Linked DNA regions of Zea mays: region 1 is linked to region 2. The links are chromatin contacts, called in public Hi-C maps. All regions are on one chromosome and are shown on one strand. The core of a region is the stretch at or near the end of the contact, and the rest is flanking DNA. Distances in the headings are between cores, read along the strand shown. Region 1 holds the start of LOC100281963 (small nuclear ribonucleoprotein Sm D1). Region 2 holds the start of LOC100383070.

Region 1 (5,641 bases), core at 1,463-3,962, 660 kb after region 2:
TCGTCTTATTAAAAAAATCTTGAGTTATCATTTATTTTGTCGTGATTTGTTTTATCACTTAAGGTTGTTTGAGCGTGACTTGAAATCTTACATTTTTGAATAAATATTTTGAATAATACGAACGGTCAAAGTTTTAGAAAAAAATCAACGACGTCATATATTTGTGAACGGAGGGAGTAGTTTGCGGTAAAAGCATATTTGTTCGGATTTAGGGAGGAAAATGAGTTTATCTATACTGTGACTCATACAGTCTTGGTAACACGGTTAACAAACGGACATAACATGCAAACTGTATCTTTTTACTATTTACCTTAACCATGTGAGTTCTTTTATTTGGTTCTGGACATCCTTTTATTCTAGCTTGCTGTAATCTACTGGATTGCAGCATGAACACCTTCATGGGTCTTAGCTTATCTTTTCACTGCCAATTGTGGTCTGAGATGTGTACTATTAAATCTCGAACAACTATGTTGCAGGCTTCTGTAGTCCGTAGGCTCCAATCTGTACTATAACACATACTCATTTCTATGTGGTCTACTTGTTTACCAAATCATATTACAGAATAGTTCTCTGTATTTTGTGTTCCAGTACTTTGATCACTGAATAAATAGAACACATACAGATTTGTAATCGGGCTCCACCTGTCGTCGTGGCTACAACTCGTGTAGAGGCTTGTCGAGGAGCAGCAGTCAGTGTTGTAAGTGGCGAAGCAAGACATGGAGGCCGATGTTGTGGCGGCGGCAGATCGAGGAGACTCCAACGCCGATGCTGCCGGCAGCAAAGCATGCGCCGTCCTGGGCCAAGAACATCAAGGCAGTGAAGCGGTGGGCAGGACATCGAGGGAGTACATTAGGTCGCTTTCCAGGCCAGGCCACCATTCCCGAACGACATGGCCACCAACGGCGATGAGGATGAACGCGGCGGGCTGGGCGAGCGCGTCTTGGATCCGAACGCGAGGGGCAGCCTGCAGCGGGGCCTAGAGAGACAAAGGAAATGGAGCTCGTGGATGGAGCACGCGGTGACGGACGAATGCCTGTTCGAGTGGACAGCCCCCGCAAGGACGTTGGCGGCGGTGAGGTGGACACGGTTCTTGAAGCCGAGCAGAAGGTCGAGGTTGTGGAGGTCGGCGTCGACAGCTGGGAGGCCGAGGCGCGCGAGGGAGACGAAGGCGGCTAGCCTGCTGGTTGTGGTTTCGATGGCACCCTTGCCGGAGGCTCAGTTCCTTCCGAACGATGTGGCCCCTCGTCGACCGAGTTCGTCGGGCGAAACTGGCTGGTGCGAGCAAAAGGCAGCAGTCGTCGAAGAATCCGAGGGGGAGGGGATGCGGGCCCAGCCGTGTAGGAGAAGGCATACGAAGGCGGAGGTGGAAGTGATTGAGAGAGAGGAATACGGGACGCTACGTTCGCAGCTCTACTGAATTGAAGCACATTTTCGGGTCCGTGAGCACACGCCACGCGTCGACGCAGCAGTGGCAGGAGAGCCATGAATCGCGGAGAGCGCTTCAAAAGGCTTCAGGTTTTAAGGAACAAGATTAATTCTCCTATCTTTGTTCACTGCTGGCTGGGCCTTTGCCTTTTTCTATTCTGATAACATGAAACTTCGAGCAAATAAAGCTTCATAGGACAAAGCTTTCCATATGCAACCAATCCTTCTCTCAATGCAATCCATGTGATAATGTGAATAATTCAAAAAAAAACATTTTTTTGGTACAATATCAATTCACAAAATCTATCAAATATAAACCTTATATATAACGGTTGCACTTTTAGTTTAGAAGTGATTAGCGTGATCATATCTGAGCCGGTGATGTCTCGTCATGTTTTCTAGCCGTGATGACCTCGTGCCTTCAGTTCTACACAACATGTTAATGCAGTCGTTTTAACAAGGTACGCATAACACAAGCACTAGATATAATATGTGGTTATGCAGTCATTTCATCAAGCTGCACACAAGCACATGTTTGGATGGGATTGAGATAGGGATGAGGAAATGGATTGAGATAAAAGGAAGGGGTACCGAATAAGTACGCTAGTCTTTATTTCCCTATCTCCATTTCCCATCGTCCAAACATAGGAGAACATCAATCCCACCTTTCATTTTCAATATCCCGACCCTCATTTCCCATTTGCCAAACACCACGAAAAAGGCTACTCTCGTGTTCCCGTGAATTTTAGTTTTTATAAGAACACATGTGATATTCTGGCCCAATGGAGAGTTATGTCCTGACCTAAGGCTTAACAAAATTAATAAACTACTCATACCAACCATGTGATCTTCTTTTTCAAAAACTTGTCTTGAAAGAAACTCTAGATTAAACGTGCTTGGACCAGAGCAATATTGAGATGTGTGACCGACCGAAAAGTTTTCTAAAATGCATATGAGTGAGAATAAAGTGTGTATAAAAGATTTATATTGGTCTCTGAGGATGCTCTATAATCATAGAGGACTGACATGAGTAAGTACTGCGGGTCCAGGACTCCTGTGAATTTTAGTTTTTATGAGAACATATTTTGCCAGGAACATGAGCATGTTTCCATACAAATACAGTGTTTCGAGAAAAAATGTTTCCGTACTAATACCGACACAAATGGCCCAATATGTTTTTAAGAGAACATATTTTGCGAGGAACAGTAGGTTTTCAAAAAGATCAATATAAATGGGGCCCAACAAAGGCCCAATTAAGCAGCTCGAACCTCCTCCCACCCGTCCGCCAGATCAGCATTCAAACTAGGGTTTACTCCTGCCGCTCCGAGAAAGCAAACAAGCGTCAGCTCCGCCGGCTTCCTCCGCGCTTTCTCCCCGCCGCCGCCGCCGCCGCTCCTTCCCTACGCCAGGCACGCCAAGATGAAGCTCGTCAGGTAACGCCCCCCCGTATTCGTTCGCCCATTGTTAGGGTTGGCTTCCCTTTACCGTTCCTCGCCGCTCCGTTTGCTACGAACTTCGCCTATTTTGGTGCTCATTTCGGTGCGCTTCGCCGCAGGTTCCTTATGAAGCTGAACAATGAGACGGTCACCATCGAGCTCAAGAACGGCACGGTTGTACACGGCACCATCACCGGTACGCTTCGACTCTAACCTCTAGCGGGGCCGCGGGAAAACCTTTAAATTTTCTGCGATCTGAAGAGGCTTCAAATTTTAAGGTGTTTTGTACGATGCGTGTATGCTTACTTCCTTAGGATGTGTTCAGCTCGATCTAGTAGGTATCGTGATTTGCTTGTGAGCCGTGTTGTTTGTCACTGCTGTCTGACTTTAGTTCTAGAGACACTGAGACAGTAGAGTTGAGCATGCCTTTTGTGCCACAAGTCCTTTTAAATAAAACCATATGTTTAATATGTCAATTGGTTAGCCCTAAATTTCTTGTATAATTCATTCAATCAAGGGGCATTCCTGTCGAGTGATGACTAGTAGGTAGGGATAGTTGAATATGTCAATTGGTTGCCTCAAGTTTTAGGTCCATTAGTGGTAGGGATTCGTCAAGTGATCAGATGTCTGTTAAACAACAGGAATTCAAGTGCATAGTTGATTTTGCAATAGTTTTAGCTTCTCATGGGCTTGTGTGGTTTCCTTGAGGGCTTCAATACATGTGAACTGTGAAACTTAGATGATGTCATACATTGTCATATACTGAAATGCATAGAGAGTATTGATTTTTCTTCCTAATAAGAGGGGTTTCTTGGGAATCTGGATTGGAATGCTAGTTTACAACTTTCTAGATTTTTCCCATGTTAATGTTTTGGGTGGATAAGGTTGCCTGTAAACTACATTTTGATGTTGAGAGCATGCAAAAGTTCATTTTTCACAAGACAGGGGAATATACATCGTGAAAGGCTTATTTTGAACTTTCCTCTTTTTTCCCCCTCTCTGCTACAATTCAGGAAATCACTGTATGATTGCAGCTCTGGCACTTGAACGGTGTACTCTCACAGTATTATGATCCGCACATATTTTGCTAATACCGATGAGGTTAATCTAGGATCATGGTTTTGTTTTTACACAATAATATCCCCTGACCCATGCATCTTTTTTTTTTTGGGTAGGTGTTGACATAAGCATGAACACTCATCTGAAGACAGTGAAGCTTACACTGAAAGGGAAGAACCCTGTAACACTTGACCACCTCAGCGTGCGAGGAAACAACATCCGCTACTACATCCTTCCCGACAGCTTAAACCTGGAAACCTTGCTGGTAGAGGAAACCCCTAGGGTGAAGCCTAAGAAGCCAACTACAGGTTTGGTTTCGCCTGCCTTTGTTCTGATCGAGTCTAATTGTTGCTAATGATACCGACTCACTGGCCAACGTCTGTTCTGTGCAGGAAAGCCTTTGGGGCGTGGTCGCGGCCGAGGTCGTGGACGTGGTCGGGGCCGGGGGCCACGCTGAGCTTTATCGTTCCCCTGCTGTCGGCTCCCTTGCAAGACAAGTTTCCTCTACAATGTAAAACATCTTTCCTCTGCACGCTGTGTGAAAGAATGTTGCATCGTTACCCTTCTGATGAAGGTGGACGAAATATCTCAATGTCAGTAGTTCTTGCTGTGAAATCACGCTGTCTACCTGGCCCCCCTACTCATGCCTATCTTAGGTTTACACTCTAGTTAATTTGTAATGTTTTTTTTCTCCCCCGTGGAATACATGTAAGCTGCCGCAGAGCTTTGGATGTCTAGGGTTGTATACTTGTGTTTGCCACATGGGGGGGACTGGGGATTATTGATCTGGAGCTATGCCTGTGGCTGGCTCTGTTAGATCTTGACCTCTGCTTGAAACTAAATTACCATTGTGCTGCTCGGGGGATCGCAGATACTGGTTTTGCTAAAGCAGTTGGCATCTACAGGTCTCTCTCAGACGATGCCCGTGGCCTTTATCGACTTTTCTGCTGTATTGGTAAAGGATTGCTAGCTATTGGTTCTTTTTGTCTCAGTATGTTCCGATTTGGCACCAAAATGAGCCATTAGTTTCCTTAAGTAGAGTTGGTTAAGTTAGAGAAGATTAGCTTATGAACAGAGAGATGAAGATATTAGTGCTGTGTGACTGGACATAATAAACAGTTACCCTCTTGTTCCCTGCCGTGTGTATGATTTGCCCGGCGATCTATCAATACTGTGGTCGACTGGTGAGTAGCACAGGACACTCCCTCACGAGGCAGCAGCGCACACGGACTTCAAGCGTCTCGTCCAACTTGCGAGTCGCTGTACCAGTATCGTGCATAGGGCAGTAGGCGTGGGCGGTAGGCAATAGGCATGGGCGGCTGTGGTTGTGTCCTGTGCTTGTATAGAGTAGCTATCACCGGATAAACATGTCCCGCGTGCCCTGGGTTTACGCTCGTCCCTCCATCAGTCGCCTGTGCCTTCTCCCGGCCACACTATTATACAGCTTTACACGCCGATGATTCGTACGGCGGGAGAAAAAGATAGCCATGTGTTCGTGGCATTAGTCCACGCAGTCCGCGGCGATCAGATTCTTGGCATGGCACAAAGGCAAAAGGCACATCATCATCACTAACAGCCTGACACACACACAGCACAGCACAGCTCTGCCCGATACCGTCGCCATACCGCCGAAGGGACAGGGGCGACCGGGCGAGCGACAGGCACTCGCCTAGCATATTTCCCTCCTCCGATAAGAACCCCCTCCTCCCGGTCCCGGAGAG
Region 2 (5,335 bases), core at 1,877-4,376:
GGTATGGACCAGTTGCGGCGCCGGGCATGTTGAGATTTGCGACCGAGGTGCAGTGAGTGCTGCCACCCAGATTGGCCCTGAGCGCAGCGCAGTCATGTCCGCGTCGGCCCTCTGCCTCGGCTGTGAGAAGACTCTCGCTCACTGACGGACGGACGGATTGGACGCCGTCGTGCCAAAAGGCATGAATGAATGGTACGCATAGACAGAGGTTGCGTCTGGAGCATATCTTCAGTGGCAGTACAGGCACGGCCGGCTACTTGTAGCCTTTTGCAGTTTTTTTTTATTTTTTGATCGGCCACCCACTGACCACAGGCCGCAGCTGTGCGTGCATGTTGTGGCTGTACTACGACTACGAGCGAGTAGCTGTGGTCTTTTACCCCGCAGCCCATGTTCTGTTTTTCGAGCAGAGCATGCATGATTCGCGTGTAGGAGGAGACTAGGAGTACGTACGTGCGTACCCGCTGCGTTGCATTGCATTGCATTTGGATTTGGAGCATGCAGTTTGGATGCAACTTGGTGGCCTGGTGGGACTCGGGGAGGCGCATCGCCATCGCAGACGCTCCCTCGCTCGCATTCAATGGGCCAGAAGAATGTGAACACTGAACAGATCTTTTCGTGCTACAACCTCCAACAGCCTGCCCAGCGACCCCTAATGGCTGCAGGCTGCGCATGGCACGAGTGCATCGATCGAGATCCAACGTACTACTACTACGCTCACAGCGGTGCAGTGCAGGCAGTCGATCCAACCGCGGCGCACGTAACGGGACAGGAGCCTCTTGATAACTTGATTTATGGCGACCATGCCGTACTCTCGTACATCACATTTACATCGACCCAGCCTGATGTACTACTACCTCGTCGGGTGCAAAGCCTATTTATCGGTTCACCTGTAATCTCAATCTCCATCTCTTAGCCAGACCAAGAGTTCACTTAGATTTAATCCGTACCAGCTTCTACTAATAGTACAATATTTTATCTATAGATTGCAATTATAGCAACAATCCGAATATTTGGCCTATTCGTTTATGCCGTATTTCACTAAGAATCATTCCAGTTGATCAAATCTTATATAAGTCAGATAAACAATCCAGCTAGTAATTATTCTGGGCGCTCAATCCACTGGAACCAAATATACCCTTAGGCCCTGTTCGATTTTCACGGATTGAAGCTCCGGAATGATTTCTAGCTAGATTACTTCTCTAATTTATATAAAATTTTGATAAGCTGTAACGAATTCTAATTCCTTCCCAGACAAGTGAACGGACCCTTAACTGGATTTAATCCGAAGCGAACACGCTGAGCATCGCCCTAACCCAATCTTCCACGGGCACGGATTTACCGTACGTAGGCGCCTAGGCGGTAGGGGTGAAAACGGGCGGATACGGACGGATAGTAGCCCATCCTGTATCCTACCCTAATGTATTTAAAACGGATTCGGGATCGGATACGGATAGTTAGAAACGGGACGGATACGGATACAGGGACCGGATATTTATCCGGGCGGATAAGTGACGGATACGGATATTATTTGATCGGATATCGGATACTTGTCGGATAATGCATTAATTGGTTATCATAAAATATTCTTGTTCGACCACGAAATTGCAAGTAAATTAATACTAATAAACATTTAATAGAAGATAATCTAAAGTTCCCACATAAAAATGGTAAAGTGAAGTATTGATTATGTTGAAACTTGGATACTTAGAGTGATTTCACGTGTAACTCACACAATAAGTGGAAATAAAATAGAAAAAACGTTGACATCCTGTGGATTTTATGGTCCCATTATTTTTTATGACTATATGTGGCCATATGTTATACCTTCATATAATTTCATAGATTTCTGAGGCTATTTGTACATTATTAATTTCTTTCTACATAAAATCATCAAAATATAATTAAAATTCATACATACACTAGTTTTGACCCAAAATTGCAAAAAATTACCAAAACAAAAAACATTCTATTCAAATAAAACCTCAAATCGCCACATGAAAATGATAAATGAAATATTAATTATGTTGAAACGTCGATACATAAAATGATTTCACGTGTAACTCACGCAATAAGTGGGAGTGGAATGGAAGAAACACCAACATCTTGTGGATTTTATAATCTAAATGTTTTTTGAGAACTATATGTGGATATATGTTGTGTCCCCGTAAAAATTCATGAATTTTTAGGCTATTTGGTGTATTATTAATTTCTTGTTGTAGAAAATCATCAAAATACAATTAAATTCATAAAAATATTGTAGTGTCGATCGGAAATTGTGAATAAGTTACCAATATTAATAAATAGTTTATAAAAAGATAATTCTAAGTTCCCACATAGAGATAATCTTAAGTCCCCACATGAAAATGTTAAAGTCTATTATTTTGTTATAAATTTAGACATTATTTCAATGATTTTGGCCTAAAGATATGTTTAAACAAAAATGTGTTGTACTACAAAGTTATAGATCTCTTCGAGCTCTACAATTTTCATATAAACTTTATCTTCATCCGATTTCATATGTAAAAGTTATGATTTTATAACTATATTATTATGCAGAAAAAGAAAAAACGGGTACCCGAATTCCGGGTACCCGTATCCGACCCGAATATCCGGGTATTCACCGGGTAGTACTCGTTCCGTATCCGACCCGAATCCGAAGCTGTACTATCCGGGTATTACCCGTATCCGTCCCGAATACAAAAATATCCGTATCCGTATCCGAAAAATGGTCCCGAATCAGTATCCGTATCCGGTACCCGTTTCGGGTACCCTACCCGTTTTCACCCATACTAGGCGGTGATGTACTCGTACTTACATGTTTGCGTATAAGCCAACGGCCGCATCCAACGTCTATATCTCACGCTGCTCTGCTCTCCCCTTGTGCATGCATGGGTACAGTATATACGAACCCCCGACCAGGAAACGGAAACGCAGTTTGCATTTTGCAGCACGGGCAAGATACATATGTAGATGGACGCCGAGCTGAGCAGCCCGAGCATGGCATCAATGTCCGTCTCTCTCTCTCCACACCCGCCCGTTTCGAGTCCCAACGGATCCTTCCGCACATCTCCCACCCTTCTCTTGGTCAGAAACCGCCCCTGCTCCTCCGTCCTCACACCCTGCTCTCTCTCTCTCTCTCTCTCCCTCTGCTTCTGATCCTTCCTCCTCCACCCTTTATTCTACTCCTCTTCTCTCTCCGGCGTAAAACAATCGTGCTGTGAGAACGATGGGAGAGAAAGAGAGTGAGGGAGCCAAGTAATGGCAGGGGGGGAACCTTCTTTTCCTGACTCCCCCCTGTGCCTGCTGCAGCCCATCATTTGTCCCTGATCCTTGTGCTTCGTTCCTGTTGCGCTTTTTTTTTCTTGGGCCATCGGTGGACTGGAGCCGTCGCCGAATCAGGAGACACTTCCCATTTCTTACAAGGAAAGGGGCCGGGGTGGAGCCTCGCCATCCGGCGATCATCCTCCTCCAGTCACAGCACAGGTTCGCGTTCCATCCCCATTCCCCCTCGATGGCTCCGTAGCCAGGGTCTCTGTTTCTCGGCCTGTCATTCGCCGCGAGGGGATCGTCCCTACTCCCTAACCCTCTATCCATACCTGTGTTTCTCGCGGAATCGATGGCGCATCCATCTCCTGCGGATCTCGCAGAATTTTTGGATCTTTCTTTGTTCTACATTATACGCAGTTTTGCGTCATCAGCATGTTCTTGCATGTTTCTACATTTCTTTTTCCTTATCCTGGCTGTTCTCTCCGGATAGACGTTTCATCCTTGTCATCTAAAACCTTAACCTGAAACAGGAGTATAATAAGTTCGAGTTTAGAGACTATTCGACTTGACATTTTGGAGAGAGCTCTCGGGGAAAACTGTTCCCTGTCGGAGGTTCCATGCCTTCCTGCTCTTGATCACTTGTTCTTCACCGTTAATCTATATAGATTATATGATATTAAGTCGGTTTAAATCCTTAGCGAGGATACTTCAATTCACATGGAATTAGAATAATCGAACAAAGACTTAATTTAGTGTTCAGTTTGATGAGCGCGTTAGTCCACCATCTTCTCACTCATTTTTTTTTGTTTTGTTTGTAAAATATAATGAATTGATCTATCATCACCTCATTCGTTATAATTAGTTAGTATTAATACGAGAAATGAGATCATCCCATCAAATTTAAGAAAATAGATCTATAATACACCATCTCATTTTGGATGGAATGATTAATCAAACCAAAAACTCTAGGTGGATGCGATGAAATAGTCATGTTCCATTCTTTATTTCCTTTTAGTTTTTTTAGTACAGTATTACTTGGTAGGGGAGTGTGCTGCTCGCATCGACTTTCGCATTTCAACACTGTCTTGTTTGTTTTGTTCTCTAACTATATGGATTAAGTGTTATTGAGTAGGTTTAAATCACAAACAAGTCAAAACCTTTCATAATTTTTTTAGTCCCATCGAATCCAATAACTGAACAATCCTTTATGAATTTCTTAAAAAATACCGGTACTATATGAGTTGTCGTTTAGTGTCATTGACACGGTTTTTGTTTTGCAACCAGCTTCACAATTTTCATCAAAAGAAATATCACTACCGTTGTCAGATTCCTGTTGTCTCTCAATGTTATCATTGTCTACCTCTGTAACTTTGAAGCTGATGTTTAGTGTCATTTAACTAATTTTCACCCCGTTAGGTTAGGTTGAATAATCCAAGCTTGAGATGGAAGGTCATGTAGCAATGGAGTGGAATGATCCTAATCCAGGCCCAGAATCCTTGACGAGCTTCCAAACCGAAGCTGTTCGACCAGACACCGCAGGGGGCCACAGCAACGACGACGTTGAAGCTGGATTTGAGAAGCATGGCTTGGCAGTCACCGTAAGGCCGCCTGAGGAGGAAGCTCGGTCAGTGCCACTAACCCCACAGCTTGGCCAGAAGTCCAGTCCTGGCAGCAGCCTCGCGGAGAGGATGCAGGCAAGAGCTGGATTCATGGTGTCGAAGCTCAACATGCCCTTCAGCACAGCAGCTGGAGCTGACAATTCAGTACCCGAAGTTCCATCGCCCTACCTCACGATTCCGCCTGGCCTGAGCCCAGCAACGCTGCTGGAGTCACCAGTCTTCGTTTCTAATTCCATGGTATGTGCTCTTCTCTAGGTTATGATAGGGTGTGGACGCGTTACCAGAATCAGTATTGCTTTCGTCTATGGATGCTAAACTGACAGTTCAAGAATGCTTGCTTTAATAAGCTTTTGACCTCTCCAGGGGAGTTCGTGAAAGCTCTACTTCAGTTCCATGATGATCAGTTCTGCCTTGTTTTGTACCATCCAGTCTCTTCTTTCCAAACAGGC

The links. Hi-C and Micro-C count contacts between places; a contact is called where the count stands out from the background.
Region 1: a Hi-C map of bundle sheath shows a contact between it and region 2, with 2.4 times the contacts expected there. The contact joins the promoter of LOC100281963 here to the promoter of LOC100383070 in region 2. A contact is called at or near these places in 4 of 25 Hi-C or Micro-C datasets (bundle sheath, ear, leaf and 1 more).

What each region holds. Positions count from the first base shown.
Region 1 is chr2:41,026,516-41,032,156 of Zm-B73-REFERENCE-NAM-5.0, forward strand. It overlaps LOC100281963 (small nuclear ribonucleoprotein Sm D1), which reads left to right and starts at 2,713. Exons shown (of 4, transcript NM_001154881.3): 1 at 2,713-2,858; 2 at 2,981-3,057; 3 at 4,037-4,228; 4 at 4,313-4,891. The coding sequence starts at 2,845. The coding sequence ends at 4,377.
Region 2 is chr2:40,369,834-40,375,168 of Zm-B73-REFERENCE-NAM-5.0, forward strand. It overlaps LOC100383070, which reads left to right and starts at 3,127. Exons shown (of 6, transcript NM_001175743.1): 1 at 3,127-3,483; 2 at 4,689-5,123. The coding sequence starts at 4,710.